Linked DNA regions of Mus musculus: all the other regions are linked to region 2. Evidence: chromatin contacts called from public promoter capture Hi-C data. All regions are on one chromosome and are shown on one strand. Each heading gives the region's core, a stretch centred on a gene start, on an enhancer-like site or on the middle of the called end of the contact. The rest is flanking DNA. Distances are from core to core; before and after follow the strand shown. Region 1 holds the start of Zfp1 (zinc finger protein 1). Region 2 holds the start of Pkd1l3 (polycystic kidney disease 1 like 3). Region 3 holds the start of Terf2 (telomeric repeat binding factor 2). Region 4 has its middle 10 kb from the start of Gm39240.

What was found. Promoter capture Hi-C pulls out the DNA fragments that hold promoters and counts their contacts.
Region 1: a contact with region 2 is called in a promoter capture Hi-C map of pre-B cells, with 2.6 times the contacts expected there. The contact joins the promoter of Zfp1 here to the promoter of Pkd1l3 in region 2.
Region 3: a contact with region 2 is called in a promoter capture Hi-C map of hippocampal neurons, with 7 times the contacts expected there. The contact joins the promoter of Terf2 here to the promoter of Pkd1l3 in region 2. A contact is called at or near these places in 6 of 39 promoter capture datasets (cranial neural crest, frontonasal cranial neural crest, hippocampal neurons and 3 more) and 1 of 115 datasets of contacts at active chromatin or transcription factors (astrocytes).
Region 4: a promoter capture Hi-C map of hippocampal neurons shows a contact between it and region 2, with 4 times the contacts expected there. The contact joins the enhancer-like site here to the promoter of Pkd1l3 in region 2. A contact is called at or near these places in 7 of 39 promoter capture datasets (the C10 cell line, cranial neural crest, hippocampal neurons and 4 more) and 1 of 115 datasets of contacts at active chromatin or transcription factors (astrocytes).

The regions. Positions count from the first base shown.
Region 1 is chr8:111,642,178-111,644,877 of GRCm38.p6, reverse strand. Zfp1 (zinc finger protein 1) reads right to left here and starts at 1,435. Exons shown (of 4, transcript NM_001037665.2): 1 at 1,266-1,435.
Region 2 is chr8:109,612,809-109,615,508 of GRCm38.p6, reverse strand. Pkd1l3 (polycystic kidney disease 1 like 3) reads right to left here and starts at 1,275. Exons shown (of 33, transcript NM_001286454.2): 1 at 686-1,275. The coding sequence starts at 992.
Region 3 is chr8:107,095,098-107,097,797 of GRCm38.p6, reverse strand. It overlaps Terf2 (telomeric repeat binding factor 2), which reads left to right and starts at 1,250. Exons shown (of 10, transcript NM_001371065.1): 1 at 1,250-1,676; 2 at 1,774-1,869. The coding sequence starts at 1,289. It overlaps Mir7075 (microRNA 7075), which reads left to right and starts at 1,692; the gene lies at 1,692-1,773.
Region 4 is chr8:107,132,729-107,135,428 of GRCm38.p6, reverse strand. No RefSeq gene overlaps it. Among named protein-coding and RNA genes, the nearest start is that of Gm39240, 10 kb to the right of the region's middle. Within about 2 kb of position 1,293, at least 53 of the 459 cell types and tissues checked have an H3K27ac peak or open chromatin away from gene starts, as enhancers often do.

The sequences.
Region 1 (2,700 bases), core at 186-2,685, 2.0 Mb before region 2:
AGAGCAGTCAGTGCTTTTACCCCACTGAGCCATCTCTCCAGCCCAGTAAGAGATTTTTTTTTTTTTTTTTTTTTTTTTTTTTTTTTTTTTTTTTTTTTTTGGAGACAGTGTTTCTCTGTGTAGCCCTGGCTGTCCTGGAACTCACTTTGTAGAAATCCGCCTGCCTCTGCCTCCCAAGTGCTGGGATTAAAGGCGTGCGCCACCATGCCCGGCAAGAAATCATTTTAACCTCAGTAGTCTGTCACTTTTCTGTTCTTATAGCCACTTTAATGACTGTCTGCTGTGCCAGGAAACCGCAAAAGCTATGCCCAGCTGCCGTGAAGAACAGACTGTGTTCAAACAATAAGAAACCACAAGAACTGTGCCCTGCTGCCCGTGAAGAGAACACTGTGTTTAAGAGATAAGGAAATGTACTTTTGCTTAGCTTTCATTTCAAAGAAACGGGGGTTGGAGGTTCGGGATTACTGGAATTTATGTAACCATGGATTTTTTTTTTTAGAAAATGATTAACAGCGGTAAAAAGATTTAATGAATAAATCTTTAGTAAATAAAAGACTGGGTTCAGTTTCTGACAAGAGAACACATGAACTGACAGCTTGTATCCACTACTGACTCATATATTATTCAGTCAGCACCACTCCCACTCACCCCTTTCTCAGGACCATCCTCACCTCAAGCTGAGGCTGGACCTCGGCAACATACTTATATGAAAACTTTTACCCAAGCTAAACAGAAAAGTCAATATTAGAAAAAAAGAAAAGCCAATGTTAGGAAAAAAAAAAAGAAAAAGAAAAATCTGTTATACTGACGCTCAAACCGGAAGTAACGGGATAGACGTGATAATTCCGTGACAATATAACTGGAAACACCAGACACCAGGAACAAGGAGGTTCCAGGAGCCCGCAAAGCCACCGTGGGGGCGTGGCTAGCACCGTGAGCCCCGCCCCCACACCCTCGTGGAGGGTCAAGCGCGCGCCCGCCCGCCAGGCTTCCAGACTCGCCCCCGCGCGGCCTGAGCCCCGCGACGGCCAGCAGTGGCGCGTCTCCCCCCAAAGGGAGGCTGAGCCCGGGAGCTGCCCGTCCTCCTCCGACCCCACACACGCCGACCGCGAACAGCCCATAGGGACCGACTCTCAGAAGAGCTCGAGGCCCGACCCTACGCCCAGGGGTCGCCGCGGCCCGCAAGGCGTCGAAGTTGAGACTCCCACTCCGGCGCAGACGCGACCTTCCTCCCGGGCCCGCGCATCCCGGCCTTGCAGACATACCTGGAGGGGTCTAGCCTCCACTCGCGGTTCCGGGTCACGAGGCTCGCGGAGAAGGGGGCTCTTGTCACCCACTCGCGACTGCAGGTGGGGGAAGGGCGAGCGCTAGCGCTTTTGCGCAAGCGTGCACCTTGTGGAGCGAGCGGCCGTTCCCAGAGTCCTCGGAGCTGTGACGCTGAGGTGTAGGACTACAATTCCCATAATGCCTCTGAGCCGCGCTGCTAGGAACTCTGGGAAACGTACGCATTATTAGTTGGGTAGGGACCGTTTTTTCCAAGTTAACAGTCTGGTTTGTGTTACGGTCCCTTTCATCTTCCTGTGCTGTTAAAAACCCGGATTTGGAGTAACTGATTAAAACTTTCAACAACAAAATATGTGCGTTAAAGCAAATCTCAACCGCACTGGAAGCACACACCTTTCTGGGTGTGGTAGTGCACGCCTTTAATTCAAGCTAGTGAGAAGTAGAAGCAAGCAGAGATCCCTGGGAGTTGGAAGACTTAGAAAGTCTCAGTCCAGTCAAGGCTACAAAGTGAGATCCCCGTGTTACACCCACCCAGACACACACATTACCACTACCACCATTTTCCTTAACCTCTCGGCTCTACAGTTACTTTTGGAAGCACTGGCACAAATAACCCCATGTTTGTTGGTTTGAGACAGGGTCTTGTCAAGCCTAGGCTGGCTTCAAACTAATGATCTTCCTGTTTCAGCTCCCTGCTTACTGGGTTCTGGAGAGGGGAGGAAGCTAAGTAAACTCACTTCAGATACAAAAGCTTCAAAATGAAAGCTTCATTTTCTGTATGGGGCAGCCAGTTCTGGATCTGAACCTCGTCCCCCAAGGGAGACTGCACTGCAGGATGGGAACACAAAGGGGGGCGGGGAGGGGCTGTTGCAGTGACTAATCATATTTTGACACAAGGAGTTAAGGAAGTTTAACATTGGTGGTTGTGCCTTATCCTGGTTTCAATGTCCTGAGTCAGCTTTTGCAGTCAAGTCCCCTCCTGGACTCTGACCTGGCATTTAGAATGATAAGGGAACTGCACGTAGTCCGTTAAATCACGACAGGAAATAAATACACTTACTATTTGCATGCCTTAGTTAGATAATGGGATAATGGCAAAACCCCCTTTTTATATCCATTACTGGTTAACACACAGACATGAAACACCTGAAGAAGCAGGATAGGAGTTGATTCTGGGATCTGGGAACATGAACTCAGTTTTGGCCCTGCCAGCAAGATGGAACTTGTTTCTGAGATGGTTAGACTCATGAAATGTCTCCTAACAGGCGAACGGTACCATGCTCAGTATGATTTTATTTCTGTTTTGACCGTGATTATGAACACTGCATAGCTGCATGCATATGGTGCACATCCATACATATAATAGTCAAAACACTCATGCACATAAAATCGTAAAAATTTGTTGTTGATGATAAT
Region 2 (2,700 bases), core at 26-2,525:
ACAACAAAAATTCCAGATACCCCAAATCAAATAAAGCAAAATAACACCATACATGAAGACTCAGGAATTAAGTTTTAGACAGGCTCTGACAAAAAGCTCATTGCCACCGGTCAATGATGGTGCACACCTTTAATCCCAGCACTCAGGAGGCACAGGCAGGAGGATCTCTGTGAGTTCAAGGCCTGGAACGTGATCTACAGAGCACATTCCAGGACAGCCAAGGCTACACAGACAGACCCTGTCTCAGGGGGGGAAAAAGTACATTGCCATTGCTATGGAGACAAATGTTGGCCGAGACACAAAAGTGGAAAGCGTATGGAGAGAGATTGATGGTCAAACTAACCCTTTTTCTGATTATAAAAGCTGAAAGGGGGCTGGAGAGATGGCTCAGAAGTTAAAAGCACTGGCTGCTCTTTCAGAGGTCCCGAGTTCAATTCTCAGCAACCACATGGACACTCACAACCATCTGTAATCGATCTGATGCCCTCTTCTGGCAAGCAGGTAGATGTGCAGATAAAGCACTCATACGTAAAATAAATAAATCTCAAAAAGGGAAAAAACAATACCTTAAAATGTAATCTGAAAAAAAAAAAAAAAAAGTGGAAAGGCCAAAGATGACTTTCTTCCACCCTAGAACACAGCCCAAGAAAGCTTTTCCCCTCAACATTCAACACGAGAGCCCTACCTGTCTGATTTATCCCTGGATGCGATCCGGGCAGCGTCAGGTTTCCCCTGACCCACCACACTGTTTCTTCATTCAGGAAGCTTTTTAGGAAACCCCGAAGCTTGGGGTTCCACGTGTGGGCTAGGCGTCCTCTCTGGGCGTGGCAGTAGTTATCTGCTTCCTGGAAGTCACAGAAAAGTCTGTTAAGCTGATAGCAGCTGTTTCCCCCATGTTGCTCCCGGATGCTTGGTTTACGTCCCAAAATATCACCCAGAATGACACCGATTCTAATGTACAGCCAGAGCCAGGACCGCCTCTGCAAGAGCATTTTTCTCTCTGTGCCGAGTGAGAAGAGAGAAGATGTACGGAGGCTCGAGTGAGAAGAGAGATGTACGGAGGCTCGAGTGAGAAGAGAGAAGATGTACGGAGGCTTGGCAGCTGCCTGGGCTTTTAAATAGGACTCAGTGAGTTTGTCAGAATCGTCCGTATTGTTCTTTTGTGGGTTGGGAACAACCTGCCAAGGAGATAAAGGTTTTGTTTTGTTTAGGGAAGCTATTTCTCACCGGCTGCAAATGAATAGCAAACGGGGCTTTACAGTCGGGGGCACCAATGTCTCCATCTGTGTCTACACGCCCAGATGTATCTTTAGCAAATAAAGACCCATTATGACGCCAAAGCTACCTGCAAGCAGGGAGAGGTTGGTGGATATCGAAACCAGTGTTACTAGACTTGGCGAGCTTAGTTCTTAAAGCATGGGCTCTAACACAGAACCTTATGCACTCTATACAAGCACCCTAGCAATGAGGTATGTGTCCAGAAAAATGGATACTTTTTTATGAAAAGGAAAACTTTCTTTTGTTGTTGTTATTTTCAAGACAGGGTCTCACTATGTATCCCTAGCTGTCCTGGAACTCACTATGTAGACCAGGCTGGACTTGAACTCAGAGAGATCCACTTGCCTCAGCCTCTTGAGTGTTGGTATTAAAAGTCTATCTATCTATCTATCTATCTATCTATCTATACACACACACATATATACATACACACACACACACACACACACACACACACACACACATATATATATATATATATATATATATATATATATATATCCTCTTTTTTATCTATTCATCTGTCATCTGTTTACAGGCACCTGAGCCACTGCTGTAGCTTGGCTATGGTTAACAGTACTGAGTATTAATATGGACACACAGGCTCTCTTCTGAGTGCTGACTTCATTCCCTGTGGGTATACACCTAGTCTTCATATAGCAGAGTCATATAGCATCCTTGTAGTTTGTTTTTTTAGGAACCTCCCTATTGTTTGCTACAGGTTACACGTGGTTACACTCCCACCAACAGTGTATAAAGGTAACTTTCCCCGATTTTGATGAGGGCCATTCTGAGTGACGTGAAATGGATTCCCAGCATAGCTTCGGGTTGTATTTTCCTGATGGCTGAGGATGAAGGGTTAATGGTGTCTAAGCAGCAGCTGGGCTGAGAGGCTCTGGGCAGGAAAGTTGATTGACAGATGACATCTATGGAAGCTCCTAATCAGGAGATCCACACAAACCCGCTGGGAGCTACCACTTCCTGACTACAGGGGAAATGACCTGCAGATGGACTGGGCTCTTCTGCCCCCAAGACCCCAACTCCACATGTACATGGTCCTTGTTCCTGCGGAGAGACCATCACCTTTCATTGTGCTGAGAAAAGGACAAAGTGTTCCCAGGGAAGGCCAGTTTATTTTTTTATTTCTGTGGCAACTCAGTCTAACACAGGGTGTGTAGCATCTCCCCTCCCCATATTTACCAGCTGTCTGAGAAGTGTCAGCTCAGATCATTTGCCATTTATTGACTGCATTACTTATTCTCCTAATAACTTTTTTTGGGAGTCCCTTTATACATCCTGGATACAATCCTTTGCCAGAATACTGGGCTGACAAGGAGAGTATTTATTTGAAAAACTCAATCATAGGGGGCTGGAAAGATGGCTCCATGGTTAGTAGCACTAGTTCTTGCAGAGGACCCAGGT
Region 3 (2,700 bases), core at 1-2,500, 2.5 Mb after region 2:
CTCGCCTGAGCCTGAGTCTTCCTTCCTTCCCAGTAAATTTCTTGTGTGTGAGGTTTGTCGTATAGTGTGACTTTGTGATATTCCTTGGTTCTTGACTGCCAAGATACTTTCCCCTCAGAGCTATAACTTTTACACTGGGTGTAAAGACATGGACCACTGCACCAAACTTAAAAATCAGATTTTTTTTTTTTTTTGTAAACAAAAATAGATTGTCCAAGCATGCTCTGGATGAGTTCATGAAAAGCAATTGGAATCCAGGAGCAACAAGATAGATGGTTCAGTGGATAAAGATGCTTGCCAGAGACTAAGCCAGATGACCTGATTTCAGTCCCTAGGATCCACATAATGAAAGGCAAAAACCAACTTCTAAAAGTTATCCTTGGATCTCTGTGTATACACACACACACACACACACACACACACACACACACACAATTTGTTGAACCCTGAGCTACAGGAACCAGAAATAGTAACTCAGTTCATTTTAATACAATCCTCACGATGTCCACTTGACAGAAAGGGGCACAGGTACACAAACGGAGAAGTAACTTGTTCAAGGTTTACACAATAAGAAGCAGACCTGTCAGGATATCAAGGCAGATAGTTTAGCTCCTGTTAAGTAAGGCAAACAGGCTGGAATCACCAAGCAGCTTGGATTACCATAGCTAGGATTGCTTTAGAGAGTGGCTCCAAAGCCATGTTGTGGATGGGCTCTGACATGAGTTCAAAACTAGCCTGGGTAACTTTGCAGGGCCTGTCTTAGAATACATTTTTACTAGGTGGCTGGGGACAGTGCACGGTTGATAAAGTGCTTGCTCTAGAATGGCGAGGACCTCCGTTGATTCCCAGAACAAACCTATGTTTTAAAAAGAAAAAAAGTAAAAAAAAAAAAAAAAAAAAAAAAGGCTGGCCATGTTGGCACTATCTCAGCACTGCAACACAGAGGCAGAGTTCTATGTCTTGAGTTCCAAGCCAACCAGGGATACACAGTGAGACTCTGTGTCAAAACAAAACAAAGTAATTTCTTTCTACTGTACTGCTTTTCACAATTTGCGAAATGTCTAACATTATGCACGCGCTTATTTTTCATATTCTTTACACTGTCCCAAGTCTGCAGCGTAGTCTTCAAAATAGCGCGCCTGGCTGGGCTGTGTGGACTCCAATCCCCAGCAAGCATTGCAGCAGACACAAGAGGAACTACGGATGCCGAGGAGGTGGGTAGACCCCCCGCCGCCTCGGTCCTTTCCCTCCCAGAAGCCCGCGGGCGGCTCGGAACCCCGTCGGTATCATGGCTGCGGGAGCCGGGACAGCGGGCCCTGCTTCCGGCCCGGGCGTTGTGCGTGACCCGATGGCGTCACAGCCAAGGAAACGGCCCAGTCGGGAGGGCGGGGAGGGCGGGGAGGGCGAGCGGCGGTCGAACACGATGGCGGGAGGAGGCGGGAGCAGCGATAGCAGCGGGCGGGCGGCGAGCCGACGGGCATCGCGCAGCGGCGGGCGGGCTCGACGGGGGCGACACGAGCCAGGGTTGGGAGGCGCGGCCGAGCGGGGCGCGGGGGAAGCTCGCCTGGAGGAGGCGGTCAACCGCTGGGTGCTCAAGTTCTATTTCCACGAGGCGCTGCGGGCCTTTCGGAGTAGCCGGTACCGGGACTTCAGGCAGATCCGGGACATCATGCAGGGTGAGAGCCGGCTCGGGCCGCGGGGAGGAGGACATGGTTTTGGGGGGCATGACTTGGGGTCCGGGGCTCGCGGAGCCAACCATGTCTTCTTTCCCAGCGTTGCTTGTCAGGCCCTTGGGGAAGGAGCATACGGTGTCCCGGTTGCTGCGGGTTATGCAGTGTCTGTCGCGCATTGAAGAAGGAGAAAATTTAGGTACGGCTATTTTTTGTGTGTTCTTTTCTGGGCTTACTTACGTAGGGTTTTGTTATTTTCAAACTTAACATCCGGAACTGAAAGATTCCGGGTTAAAGTGCACTACTGGTTCCACCGCGGAGGGCTTTTTCATTCAACAGTGGTTGAATTCTCTAATTCCGGTTTTCTCCAGTTAAAGTTTCTTGGCTGTCTTTTGTTTTGTTTTCTCCCACCTGTTAATTGCACACCCATTTTTATTGCTACAAGTAAGTTACGTCAATAAGGACACATCTTTCTCCCTCTTCCTCCAAATAGTAAAGTGGGAACACTCTCCCATCCACACACAAGTTGAACTTGGCAGCTACTTAACAAACTCTCTTCATTGTTGGCCCCTTGTATCTGAGGAAGTTGTGTTATTCTGGATTTTGGAGGCAAACATATATGTTATAATTGAGCTGTATTAAAAAGTATTGAAAGATAGTCACTTAAAATACGTTGAAGCCAGCCGGGCAGTGGTAGTGCACACCTTTAATCCCAGCATTTGGGAGGCAGAGGCAGGTGGATTTCTGAGTTCGAGGCCAGCCTGGGCTACAGATCCAGTTTCAGGACAGCCAAGGCTACACAGAGAAACCCTGTCTTGAAAAACAAAAAAGAAATATGTTGATTGGAATTTGAACCATATATCAAGGACATAAACAAATAAATGCAAACTTTACTGGGTCTGTATGGCCCTTTTATATTATTAGTTTTTTTTTTTTTTAATGACAGAGTCTTAAAAGAGTCTACATAGCCATAGCTGTTGAACTCACTGTGTAGACCAGGTTGGCCTCTGCCCTCTGCCTCCTGAGTGAG
Region 4 (2,700 bases), core at 44-2,543, 2.5 Mb after region 2:
GTGGATTTCTGAGTTCGAGGCCAGCCTGGTCTACAAAGTGAGTTCTAGGACAGCCAGGCCTAAACAGAGAATGGTTCCACTGTTTACACCTGGATGGAGCTTGCCGCTCAATCGTTCTGCCACACCCACTGCTGGAGCCCAGTGCTTTGCTGTTCCGAAGCCATCACGTGGTCACCCTGCTACTGGACTCCAAGATTATTTGGCGGGAATCGGCCCCTCTCCCTTCCTTCATAACGGAGTGCCGGAATAGTAAAAATTGAACCTTGAGCAGAGAGCTTTGTCTTGGTTCCTTCCTTATCTTGTGCAGCCTAGCCCTTCTTCTCTTCCAGGTTTCCAACATGCCTTTCCAGCCTAGGACCCAAAACATGTGGTCGGCTGGCCGGACACAACATTTATGTATATATATATATATGTATATATATACATAAATATATATATATATAGAGAGAGAGAGAGAGAGAGAGAGAGAGAATTAAAAAAGATAGCAATCAATCAGAATAGTGATTGGCCGTGGTGCTCCAACCCTTGTAATCCTACACTAGAGAGGGAAAGACAGAAAGGTTGGGAGTTCACAGACATCTTCTACTGCATAGTGAATCTATTATATGATGCCCTGTCTCAAAAAGGTAAAATAAAATAGGGGCTGCAGAGGTGGCTCAGGGGATGAAGGCATTTATTGTTCTTGTACAACACCTGAGTTCAGTTCCCAGTACCCGCACTGTAGCTTACAACCATGTGGACTGGACTGGAGGGTCTCAAGAATCCTACACCCACCTTTGGCCTCCAGTGTCCCCAGGCAAGCCTATGACATACATACATACATACATACACACACACATGCACATGCACATGCATGCATGCATACATACATACATACACACACATACAAACATACACATATACACATACATACATACAAATATACATACAGACATACACATATACACATATACACACAAACATACATACAGGCAAACCACTCCCACACATAAAATAAAAATAAATCTTTAAAGAAAGTAAGGAAAGTTAACAGTAGCTATCCCAGAGCAGAGAGCTTCTGTTTGGTTTTAACCTTCATCTTTGTACTTTTCTGCATATTTTCATCTCTTTCCAAACTTTTCCTGTTAAATATCTTTAGGTTGGTTTGCATGCCCAGCCTCCTGCACATTTCGGCACAAGTGGAACAAATTTCCTTTCCCAGTGGCAGATGTAAAAGTGGAACAGGAGAGGTGGGGGACAACTGCGTCTCTGATCCAGTCAGAGCAAAGCTGTGGAAAAATACCAGGGATGCCACACCCTCCACGTGGCTCTCTCCTTTGTTTTCTGGTCTCCTCCTCCTGAAATAACCCAGCTCTCTTACCTGCTGCTGTGAGTAACTATGGCCTTCTTGCCTCCTTCATGGCTTTCCTCGGAGCCTGCTGTAGTCCTCCAGTTTGTCTCTTATTCCCAAAGCAAAGCGCTCCTTGCCGCTAGCACTAGGGACTCTCAGGGGAAGGAAGAGAGGGTGAAGCTGTAGGACCTTGGAGTGCTCCTGGGTTGTGCTCCTGGGTCACTTTCAGAAAGCATTTAATAAACGACAGCCGGGAACGGTGGCAGTCACCTGCAATCCCAGCGCTGGAGAGGTGGAGGCAAGAGGATTGTCACAAGTTTGGGGCCTGCCTGTTGTCAATACAGCTTTAAGGACCTAGCAGACCCAGAGTCGGTTGAGAAAGAGTAGATGTTTATCTGATAAAGGCTACAGTTTAGAGAACATGGTGCAGTGTGTGGCCAAGAAGGCATCTTATAGCCTAATTAAACTTTTTTTTTTTTAGCCAGAGGTTCTGAGGATTAGTGGACCAGAGTGAAGGGAGGACGTTGTATCCCTCCTTCATCCTCAGCCTTCTCAACCCTTTCAATGTGAAAGCCTTGTGTATCTGCATCCCCTTCCCCCTTCCCAACCTCTTACTCCTCAGACCTCAGGAAAAGGCAAACTCTGAACAGCACCGACCCACTTTCTCCTATGCCCTCCCTTCCCTACGTGTAGAAGAACACTGACTGCTGTTAGCTGGGGACCCACCCCACACCAGGACACACGAAGTGAAAGGAAGCATCCTCCTTCCGAAGGCCGTCTGTCCAGAGGATGCTCTCGGCAAGGCTGGGAATGGGGGCCAGGCTACCACTCCCTTTACGAGGACGCCATGCCCTTCCTGGCTGTTCTGGACGCACAGGGCTCTCTACAGCAGGGCCACGGTGAGGCGTTCCACCTGCTGCATGGCTTTCTGTCAGAGGAACCCAGTGGGCAAATAGTGTAACTGGAGGAGCAGAAGGCTAAGAAAGTAAAAAGGGTGTCCTTAAGGACCTTGGTGGACGCTGCATCTGGTCATATGTGAAAGCTGGTCTGGTGTCAGAAAAAGTATCGGTTTCAGTTTTCCACGAGCTACCACACGTGTGGTTTCTGCTCTTAGCACGGTATGCCCACACAGAGGACTTAACCTCCCCTTCCCAGAGGGGGCTCAGATTACGAACCCCAAGTTCCCATTAGATATTGAGTCCCCTTTACAGTGGTGTCCATTATAGGCTTGGAAATGGATCAGGTACTCTAGAAGATTCGAGCAGATCCGGCCACCAAACTGAAGCAGCAGAGCGGGCTTCTTCATGTTGGTCCTGTCTCTGCTTGTCGGTGGCTTGGGAAATGCAGGCCAGAGGGCGCATGGCTGGAGG